Regions from separate parts of the Sus scrofa genome. Here all the other regions are linked to region 2. The links are chromatin contacts, called in public HiChIP or PLAC-seq maps. All regions are on one chromosome and are shown on one strand. The core of a region is the stretch at or near the end of the contact, and the rest is flanking DNA. Distances in the headings are between cores, read along the strand shown.

Region 1 (2,700 bases), core at 99-2,598, 99 kb after region 2:
GCTGAGATGCCCAGAAGCCGACTATAAGGACTAAGTCCCAGAGCCTTCTTAGTACACCTCAGGACAAGGCTGCTTAGTAAAGCCGTGTTGCATGAGTATGCTAAGGAATACGCTGGAAGTTCATATTAAAATGCTCACAGAGGAGTTTCCAGGTGGCACAGTTGGTTAAGGATCCCGCAATGTCACTGCTGTGGCACTGGTTCAGTCCTTGTCCTGGAAACTTCCACATGCTGCAGGTGCGGCCAAAAAAAGATTTTTTAAATAAAAACTAACATTCTAGACAGAAAAATACATTTTATTCAAACTATTTAAAACTAGTACCTTAAAAAAAAAAAAAAAAGGAGTTCCCGTCGTGGCGCAGTGGTTAACGAATCCGACTAGGAATCATGAGGTTGCAGGTTCGGTCCCTGCCTTTGCTCAGTGGGTTAACGATCCGGCGTTGCCGTGAGCTGTGGTGTAGGTTGCAGACGCGGCTCGGATCCCATGTTGCTGTGGCTCTGGGGTAGGCCGGCGGCTACAGCCCCGATTCGACCCCTAGCCTAGGAACCTCCATGTGCCGCGGGAGCGGCCCAAGAAATGGCAAAAAGACAAAAACAAATAAAAAAAACTAGTACATGATGGTTCTTCACCAATTTCTGATTCACCACAGTGGTGGGGACAGAAGAGAAGTCCCATAGCCTCAGCTCCATGCCAGGTGGGTGGGGATGGAAGCAGGACAGATGTTCACCTGAACCTCAGGAGAGTCCTTGGGGGCTTTGGCTTAGCTGAGAAATAAAGCAGAACACACAGGCAGGGGAGGTCCTTATTAAGCCGCTGACCTTACTTTTCCACCTGGGGGATCCTGGGACAGTGGGGTTTCCAGCTCTCGGACTAGCTGAAACACTGCATCCCAACCGTGGTGCTGTGAAAGGATGGCCCTCTGTGAACTGTGTGACCCCTCTTGTGATCTACTTCCTGATCTGGAGACAAAGAAGAAACATACCCTTCCAAAGGCCAGCTCCTCGACTGCCAAAAAGCCATGTATGTGAACAATGTGACTTGTCAGGCTCCCATTTGTTTGAGCAGACAAATACTACGACGCAGTACGCGCTGCGAGCCTCCAGGGGGCGCTCGCTTCCTCGTCCCCGGTGCTCCTCGCCCGCGCACGCGCAGACCGCCCCACCCGGACTATGCGCACATGCGCGCACACGTCCATCCCAGACGTGCGGGTAAAGGCGTCTGCTAGTCTCCGGTCAGCTGCCCTCGCCCCTCCCGGCGCGGAGACATGCGCATACGTGCGCCCTTGGACGTGCAAGCCCGCACGCACACGCGTGCGCACCCCCTTCCCCCCACTACCTGTTAGGATCCCGCCTTCCCTGCGTAGACACGTGCGCGCCGCCCCTCGGGAGAGCAGGGGACAGCGCCGGAAGATCCGCGGAGTTCTCGCGAACCGCGATTCTTCGCGCTTTCCTGGTAACTCTGACTCAGCACCCTCTGTGGGTGCGCCTCCCTGGAACAGCTCGCGAAAATCCGTCAGCGTGTATCGCCCCACACATAACCTCCTTCAAATTTGGGCCTCAGAACTTCTGCCGCCCTGTCCCTGAACCTCCTTTGCCCTTGTCCCGGTGTTATCCCTTAGTCTCCAGGTCCTGCCTAACCCCTGTCCAGCCGCCCCGATTTAAGCCCTGACTTAAGTTTACCCTTCGATCCATTTCTCTCTCCCAGGTGATGCCATCTTAATGAGGCACTTGAAGGTGCCTGCCACTGGAGCAGTCTCTTGAATTTTCTGAGCCAGATTTATTTTTGATTGTGGTTGTCAGCCTCTTGAAGCCTCCAAGCTTCCCTTCCCTCGGATTATGACCCCTAAAATGTGCGGTTTGCACGCAGGGCTTGATATAGCATATGGTGCTGAGTATGGTGATGGTGGTAGAAATACAGGTGTAGCTTTTGTCAGAATATAAAATTACCTTAATATTTTTCCAAACCACAGACCCCACACACACCCCATACTCCAATGTCCGATCACACTGCCACCAGTGCACCTTTCCTGGTGGCTTCCTCCCCACTGCCCTACATAGATCCTTAGATCTAGTCAAGGACGCCAGTGTTAATCCCGTGGTTGAATTCTCCTGCCTCTGCCTTTGCCCTTGCTGCTGTCCTGTTAGAGGTGCCATTCTTGGCCAATTCCACTTGTAAAATTCTACCCAAACATCAGATGCAATATCATTAAGGCCCAATTGATGTTAAAACAGGGCTGGGATGGTGGGGAGGGAAAGGAGGGACTGCCCACACTTTGCTGCACATTTTTCCTAAAGCTGAAGAGTCAGAAAGTGGCAGGCAGGACAGGGTTGTGATTAAGAACAAGGCTCAAGGGAGTTCCTGTTGTGGTTCGGCGGTAACACACCCGACTAGTATCCATGAGGACTCGGGTTCAATCCTGGCCCCCACTCAGTGGTTAAGGATCAGGTGTTGCCCGGTCACAGATATAGCTTGGATCTGATGTGGCAATGGCAATGGCTGTGGCATAGGCCAGCAGCTCTGATTTGACCCCTAGCCTGGGAATTTACATGTGTCGCAGGTTCACCGACACCCCCCCCCCCCAAATCCAAAATCCAAATCCAACTGCAGTGGCTGGGGTCGCTGCGGAGTGGGTTCGATCCCCAGCCCCGGTGCTGTGAGTTAAAGGATCCAGTATTGCCGCAGCCTCAGCTTAAATTCGAT
Region 2 (2,700 bases), core at 66-2,565:
CCAAGCCTCATTGGAGCCAAGCTGTGTCTGCAGCCTACACTATAGCTCATACCAACGCCAGATCCTTTAACCCACTGAGTGGGGCCAGGGATCGAACGCACATCCTCATGAATGTTAGTTCGGTTCTTGACCTGCTGAGCCACAATGGGAACTCCAGAATTCCCTTCTTTTTAAGGCTGAATAATAGTCCATTGTATGGATAGACCACATTTTGTTTATCTGTTCATACATCAGTGAGCACGAGTTGCTTCACCCTTTTGATTTTTATGAATATTGTTGCTATTGAACAAAGGCATACGAATTTCCATCTTCTTTCTAGTCCTTGCCCACATTGCAGCCCAAGTAAACCCACAGCTTTGGTAAAATCATCCCTTGCTCTCAGTTAAGACTTTCTCACCACCTTAGTTTCTTGAACACAAAGCCACTAAAGACACTTGATGTTATTTTGCCATAATGTCCCTTCACTCCCTGCTTCTTCAAGTTGTTCGTTTTGGTTTTTTGTTTGTTTGTTTGTTTGTTTTTGTCTTTTTGGGGCCACATTCGAGGCATGTGGAAGTTCCCAGGCTAGGGGTTGAATCAGAGCTGCAGTTGCAGGCCTATGCCACAGCCCCCCCAACTGCCAGATCCAATTGGCGGCTGCAACCTACATCGAAGCTCAACACAATGCTGGATCCTTACCCACAGAGGGAGGCCAGGGATTGATCCCACGTCCCCATGGATATTAGTCAGATTCTTAACCCCCTGAGCCACAAAGGAAAGTCCAAGTTAGTTTTTTTTTTTTTTTTTTTTTTTTTCCCTTCTTCTTCTTCTTCTCCCTTTTAGGACCTGCTCTCTTCTGCTCTTTTCCTGAGGGAAGCATTCCCTGAACACCCTCGTTCACTAGGTCAGGGGACTCTCTCCCTCCCTCTTTCACTTTCCCCTCCTACCACTTGTCGCAATTGGCACTATATCATCAAGCGTAGCTATAACAATTTTATTGTGTTTCCACCCCTAGAGGATAAACGTATGAGGGTGAGGGCATTATCTGGTTCCTACAGTGCCTGTCGAGACCTGGCATCTAGCAAGCGCTCAATTTTTCAGTAATCAGTTTCGACAATAAATCTGTGAGAACGCAGCTGATCCCTTCCGCCCAGAGGCCAAGCCGTACTGGAGGACGAGGGTGGCCCTGCAGGCTCTGGCCGCGCGTCCTCAACCCCCACCCTGGCTGTCCCACTTGGAGGTCTTCGGTCCCTAGGGTAGAAGGTGCAGGGCCGCCCCCGCCCCGCTCGCGCAGTGGGTGGGGGAGAGTCGGCTGCCAGCCGCTCAGTGCACAGCCATTCGGCGTCCGCCTGGGGCGGGGGCGGGGCCGGCACAGAGACGTCACTTCCGGTGTACACAGCCGGTCCGGGCGGTGCGCTAGGGGCCGGGGCGCGTCGCAGGTGAGGAGCGGGCGCGAGCGGGCGCTGCCTGGTGCAGGCAGGCGGGCGGGCGGGCTCGGGGTTGGGGGCGGAGGGCGGGTAGGCGGTGGGCCGCAGGTGGGGCTGGCGACTGGACGAGCTCTCGGGGCGCCACTCCGCTCGGGGCCGCAGGGCTGTCGGCTCCCGCCCCTTGCCCGTCCGATGTGGAGGACGCCGGGCTCTGGGGGCGCTGGCCGGGCGGACGGAAGCCTGGAGGGCCCTCCCGGGTCGTGCCTGGGATCGGGGGCGCGGCGGGGAGCCAGCGGACGCGGGGCAGGGGGGCGCTCCCTCGGGCCACCAGGGCCAGGGAGGTCCGGCCAGCGCCGGACCCACTCCCGGAAGCCCGCCGAGCAGTCCAAGGAGAGACGGCGGCCTGTGAGTCCCGGGGTCCGCCGGGACTGCCTGGGGACGCGGCCCTCACGCCGCCCGCGGCTGTCGGCCAGCTGCGCTCACCTTCCCCGCCGCGCTGGTCCAGGCCGGGCCCCGAGGAACACGATTTTTCCGGCCCTTGTGAGCCCGCTGGCGCAGTCGGGCCGCGGGCGGTTCGGCGGGGACCCTGGGAGGGCCGGGGCTGAGGTTGAAGGACCCACACCCTGGGGGCGAGCGCAGGGTCAGGGGTGTGTCTTCCTGCTCTGCGCGGTGCGAGGAAAGAAGCATGCCTGGTTGGCATGATAAGAATTTTGTTTATACACCGTACAAATTTTGCCAGATAAGTACTCAGCTTTGGGGGGACACCCACTTTGAAAATAGCTTGTTTCCGCCCCTCACCCCCATTATAAAAGCATTCTCCTTCACATTCAAGACAGCATAAAAAGTACAACACTTTTTAAAGTGACAGTCATCCTCCAACCTACCACTCAGTGACAGTAACATTTTGGTGTATCAGTATATACAGAGATATATTATCGCTTTTATGGACTTCATAGTATACCATCGTATTTCAGTTCAACCAAGCCCTACTGATGAACATGTAGATTGTTTCCAGTTCGTCACAAGGTAGACAGTTCTGCCAAAAGGATTTGCCTGATTGTTGTTTTAGGATAAATGTACAAATGAGGTCAGAGGTAACATTCATTTAAAAAATATGTAGTATTATTTTTTCTTTTGTTGCAGTTTCAAAAATTATTCTCCAGCCCAATTATTTGTAACATCCGTCCATATTTGCTTCTCATTTCATGGTTTTATTTGTTTTAACTACTTAATTAAAATTTGCTTTGGGTTTAAGATGTGAAATATTTTCCACATGGGTTAGTTTTCCTAATTT
Region 3 (2,859 bases), core at 162-2,661, 81 kb after region 2:
TAAAGGTCAGTAGTTCACGTCCCAAGATCTCCCTTCTATGAGTTTCCTCCACAAATTTTTTGGATTATTGGTGTGGTACAATGTTAATTTATATACATATCTTCATTCCTATCAAACAGTAGATTAAAAGCTTTCTTTTTTTGGTAAGACTTTTGTGTTACTGAATTCTGTTTTTATTTTTATTTTTTTATTTTTTTAGGGCCGCTCCTGAGATATATGGAGGTTCCCAGGCTAGGGGTCCAATCAGAGCTACAGCTGCCAGTCTATACACCACAGCCACAGCAACGTGGGATCCGAGCCGCATCTGTGACCTACACCACAGCTCACGGCAACACCGGATCCTTAACCCACTGATCCAGGCCAAGGATTGAACCCACATCCTCATGGATACTATCTGGGGTTGTTACCACTGAACCACAATGGGAACTCCGTGTTCCTCAGTTCTTCATTTGTTTTCTAATTCAGGTTCTTATTGAAAAGTATTCAACTTAACCAGGATTCTCATTTTAAAGATGATATTTTGAACTCTTGGATAACTGAGTGACTATAAACAGCTAGTTCTAAACGGTTAACACTGCAGACTTCCGAAACTCTCCCTATGTGATTGATTTCCTTTGTCATTTCTTGCACCTCCTTGAAAAGACTTCATAGACTGTGATTACTTGGAGTGGCTCCCTCTGCTGGCTACTTTTGATAAAAAATACAAAGTTTTCATGTTTTATGTTTCACATTACAAAATATGTGCTTATTGAGAAGAACTCAAAAAGAAATGATTGCTTTACTCCATTTTGGAAAAAATGAAATTATTAGCAAAGCTAGTCAAGAATTTATTATATGCTTTGCTTTTAATAAAATGAAGTGACTAGCTGCCAGATGTTTTTTGTTTTTTGGTTTCTTTTTTGGCCACACTCATGGCATGCAGAAGTTCCTGGACCAGGGATTGAACCTGCACCACAGCCACAGCTGTAACCAGAACCTGCGCCACAGCCACAGCTGTAACCAGAGCCACAGCAGTGATAATGCCAGATCCTTAACCCACTGAGCCATGAAGGAATTCCCAGATGTTTTATTTTTTTCCCCAAAGAGAGTAATACTTTATCTAGATTTTTTTTTTTTTTTTTTTTTACCTGTCGTATTTAAGCTGTTTACCCATTCTTTCTTTCAGCAAATATTTACTGAGTACCTACTATGTGGCAGGCACAGTTCTAGGCTCTGGGAATTTAACCATGAGTAGGACAGACAGGGTCCCTGTCCCTAACAGAGCTGGCTTCACAATGGCATGGGGGTCGGGGAGGGGACAGCTGATAAGCTATATGAGTTAAGTTCAAACACTGGCAAGCGGCTGAGGGGAGTGAGAGTAGAATGACATCATGTGATAGAGAATAACTGGGGTAGAGCTGGCAGGAGGAGGCTATTTTGGATGAGGAGGTCAGTCACGAAGGGTCTCTTTGACGATGTGACATTTGAGAGGAGCCAGCCATGCAGAGAGCAGGTGCTTTCCCCAAAGCATTCCAGGTAGAAGGAACAGCAAATGCAAAGGCCTGCGGAGTAAAGCCGCATGGCTGGAGATACACTAGGTGGTGGTGGAGACTGAAAGAGAAGCTGGGACTTGCAGTGTCCCTGAGGGACTTGGCTTTTATCTAAGAAAGGATAAAGGCTTTCAAACCAGTCCCGGCGATTTGTCAAAAGAAGGGATTTAGTCTCTTAAGGGGATTTTATTGATCAACTCTCAAGACTGATGAATAAAATAAAAATGCCGATTTGTTGATTTTTAGAAAGAAAAATGATTGCCAGGAATTATAGTACTCCTTTCTGCATGACCAGAAGATGCTCTCCTAGTGGGCAAACCTGTAACCAGCCAGATCACAAACAGAAGTTGAGTTGGGAACATATAGCAAGTGTGTCCAGGTGACCGTTGATTCCAGGTTGAGAGAATTGGGTGCATGAACCTCGGCCAGGTCCGCTGGCCAGGAGTCCCTCACAGGTGACCAGGGTCTGGTTGGGCACTGGCAGAGCTTACCTTGTTTGTTTGTTTGTTTTTAAATAAATTTCATTTGAGTATAGTTGACTTAGAAAATTGTGTTAGTTTCAGGTGTACAGCAAAGTAAATCATTCTTTTTCAGATTCTTTTCCCACATGGGTTATCATCCAGTATTGAGTAGATTACCCTGTGCTATATAGTAGGTTCTGGTTACCCATATGTTTTGTTTGTTTGTTTGTTTGGTTGGTTTTTATAAGCAAGCTTTTTTTTTTATTAGAGTAAGTTGACTTATAGTGTTGTGACAATTTCTGCTGTACAGCATAGTGACCCAGTCATACATATATATACATTGTTTTTCCCATCCTGTCTTCCATCATGTTCTGCCCCAAGAGATTGGCTATAGTTCCCTGTGTTATGCAGTAGGACCTCACTGCTTATCCATGCTAAGTGTAATAGTTTGCATCTACCAACCCCACACTCCCTGTCCTTCCCACTTCCTCCAGAGCTTGCCTTGTTGCTCACTTTTTCCAGTGTTTCTGAGGTTGGCCACCTCACATTCTCATGGCTCTCTTTCTTCACCAGCCAAAATCATGTTGCGAGGGCTTGCTGCCTCCTTAGGAAGGCTTTACAAGTATCAGTTTCACCATTTAACTCTCTGCCAGGTTCCCCCTCTCAGAAAAGGCCTCTTGGTGGAGGTGCCCTGGATGGGCAGTGGAGACCCGAATGGTAGGAAGCAGCTCAGTGGGGAGTAGTCTGGGCAAAGGTGACGAGAGCTAAGGTCCTGAGATGTGGGTGGGCCCAACATATTCAGCACGTGTGAGAAGGCCTCGAAGCTGGAATAAGGTGACGGCACAGAGAGGTGTGACCAGAGAACAGGA

The links. HiChIP or PLAC-seq counts read pairs in DNA pulled down with a chosen protein or histone mark.
Region 1: a contact with region 2 is called in an H3K27ac HiChIP or PLAC-seq map of alveolar macrophages. The contact joins the enhancer-like site here to the promoter of KIAA0355 in region 2. A contact is called at or near these places in 1 of 5 promoter capture datasets (liver), 3 of 47 Hi-C or Micro-C datasets (embryonic fibroblasts, fetal heart ventricle and subcutaneous adipose tissue) and 2 of 2 datasets of contacts at active chromatin or transcription factors (alveolar macrophages and skeletal muscle).
Region 3: a contact with region 2 is called in an H3K27ac HiChIP or PLAC-seq map of skeletal muscle. The contact joins the enhancer-like site here to the promoter of KIAA0355 in region 2. A contact is called at or near these places in 2 of 5 promoter capture datasets (fetal liver and liver), 22 of 47 Hi-C or Micro-C datasets (adipose tissue, alveolar macrophages, embryonic fibroblasts and 11 more) and 2 of 2 datasets of contacts at active chromatin or transcription factors (alveolar macrophages and skeletal muscle).

What each region holds. Positions count from the first base shown.
Region 1 is chr6:44,031,308-44,034,007 of Sscrofa11.1, forward strand. No RefSeq gene overlaps it. Among named protein-coding and RNA genes, the nearest start is that of GPI, 5.7 kb to the right of the region's middle. Within about 2 kb of position 1,349, at least 68 of the 83 cell types and tissues checked have an H3K27ac peak or open chromatin away from gene starts, as enhancers often do. A contact at or near this core is called in alveolar macrophages, embryonic fibroblasts, liver and 2 more, where this site is marked.
Region 2 is chr6:43,932,389-43,935,088 of Sscrofa11.1, forward strand. It overlaps KIAA0355, which reads left to right and starts at 1,316. Exons shown (of 14, transcript XM_021094321.1): 1 at 1,316-1,418.
Region 3 is chr6:44,013,495-44,016,353 of Sscrofa11.1, forward strand. All of the region lies in intron 8 of KIAA0355, which reads left to right. Among named protein-coding and RNA genes, the nearest start is that of GPI, 23 kb to the right of the region's middle. Within about 2 kb of position 1,412, at least 3 of the 83 cell types and tissues checked have an H3K27ac peak or open chromatin away from gene starts, as enhancers often do. A contact at or near this core is called in skeletal muscle, where this site is marked.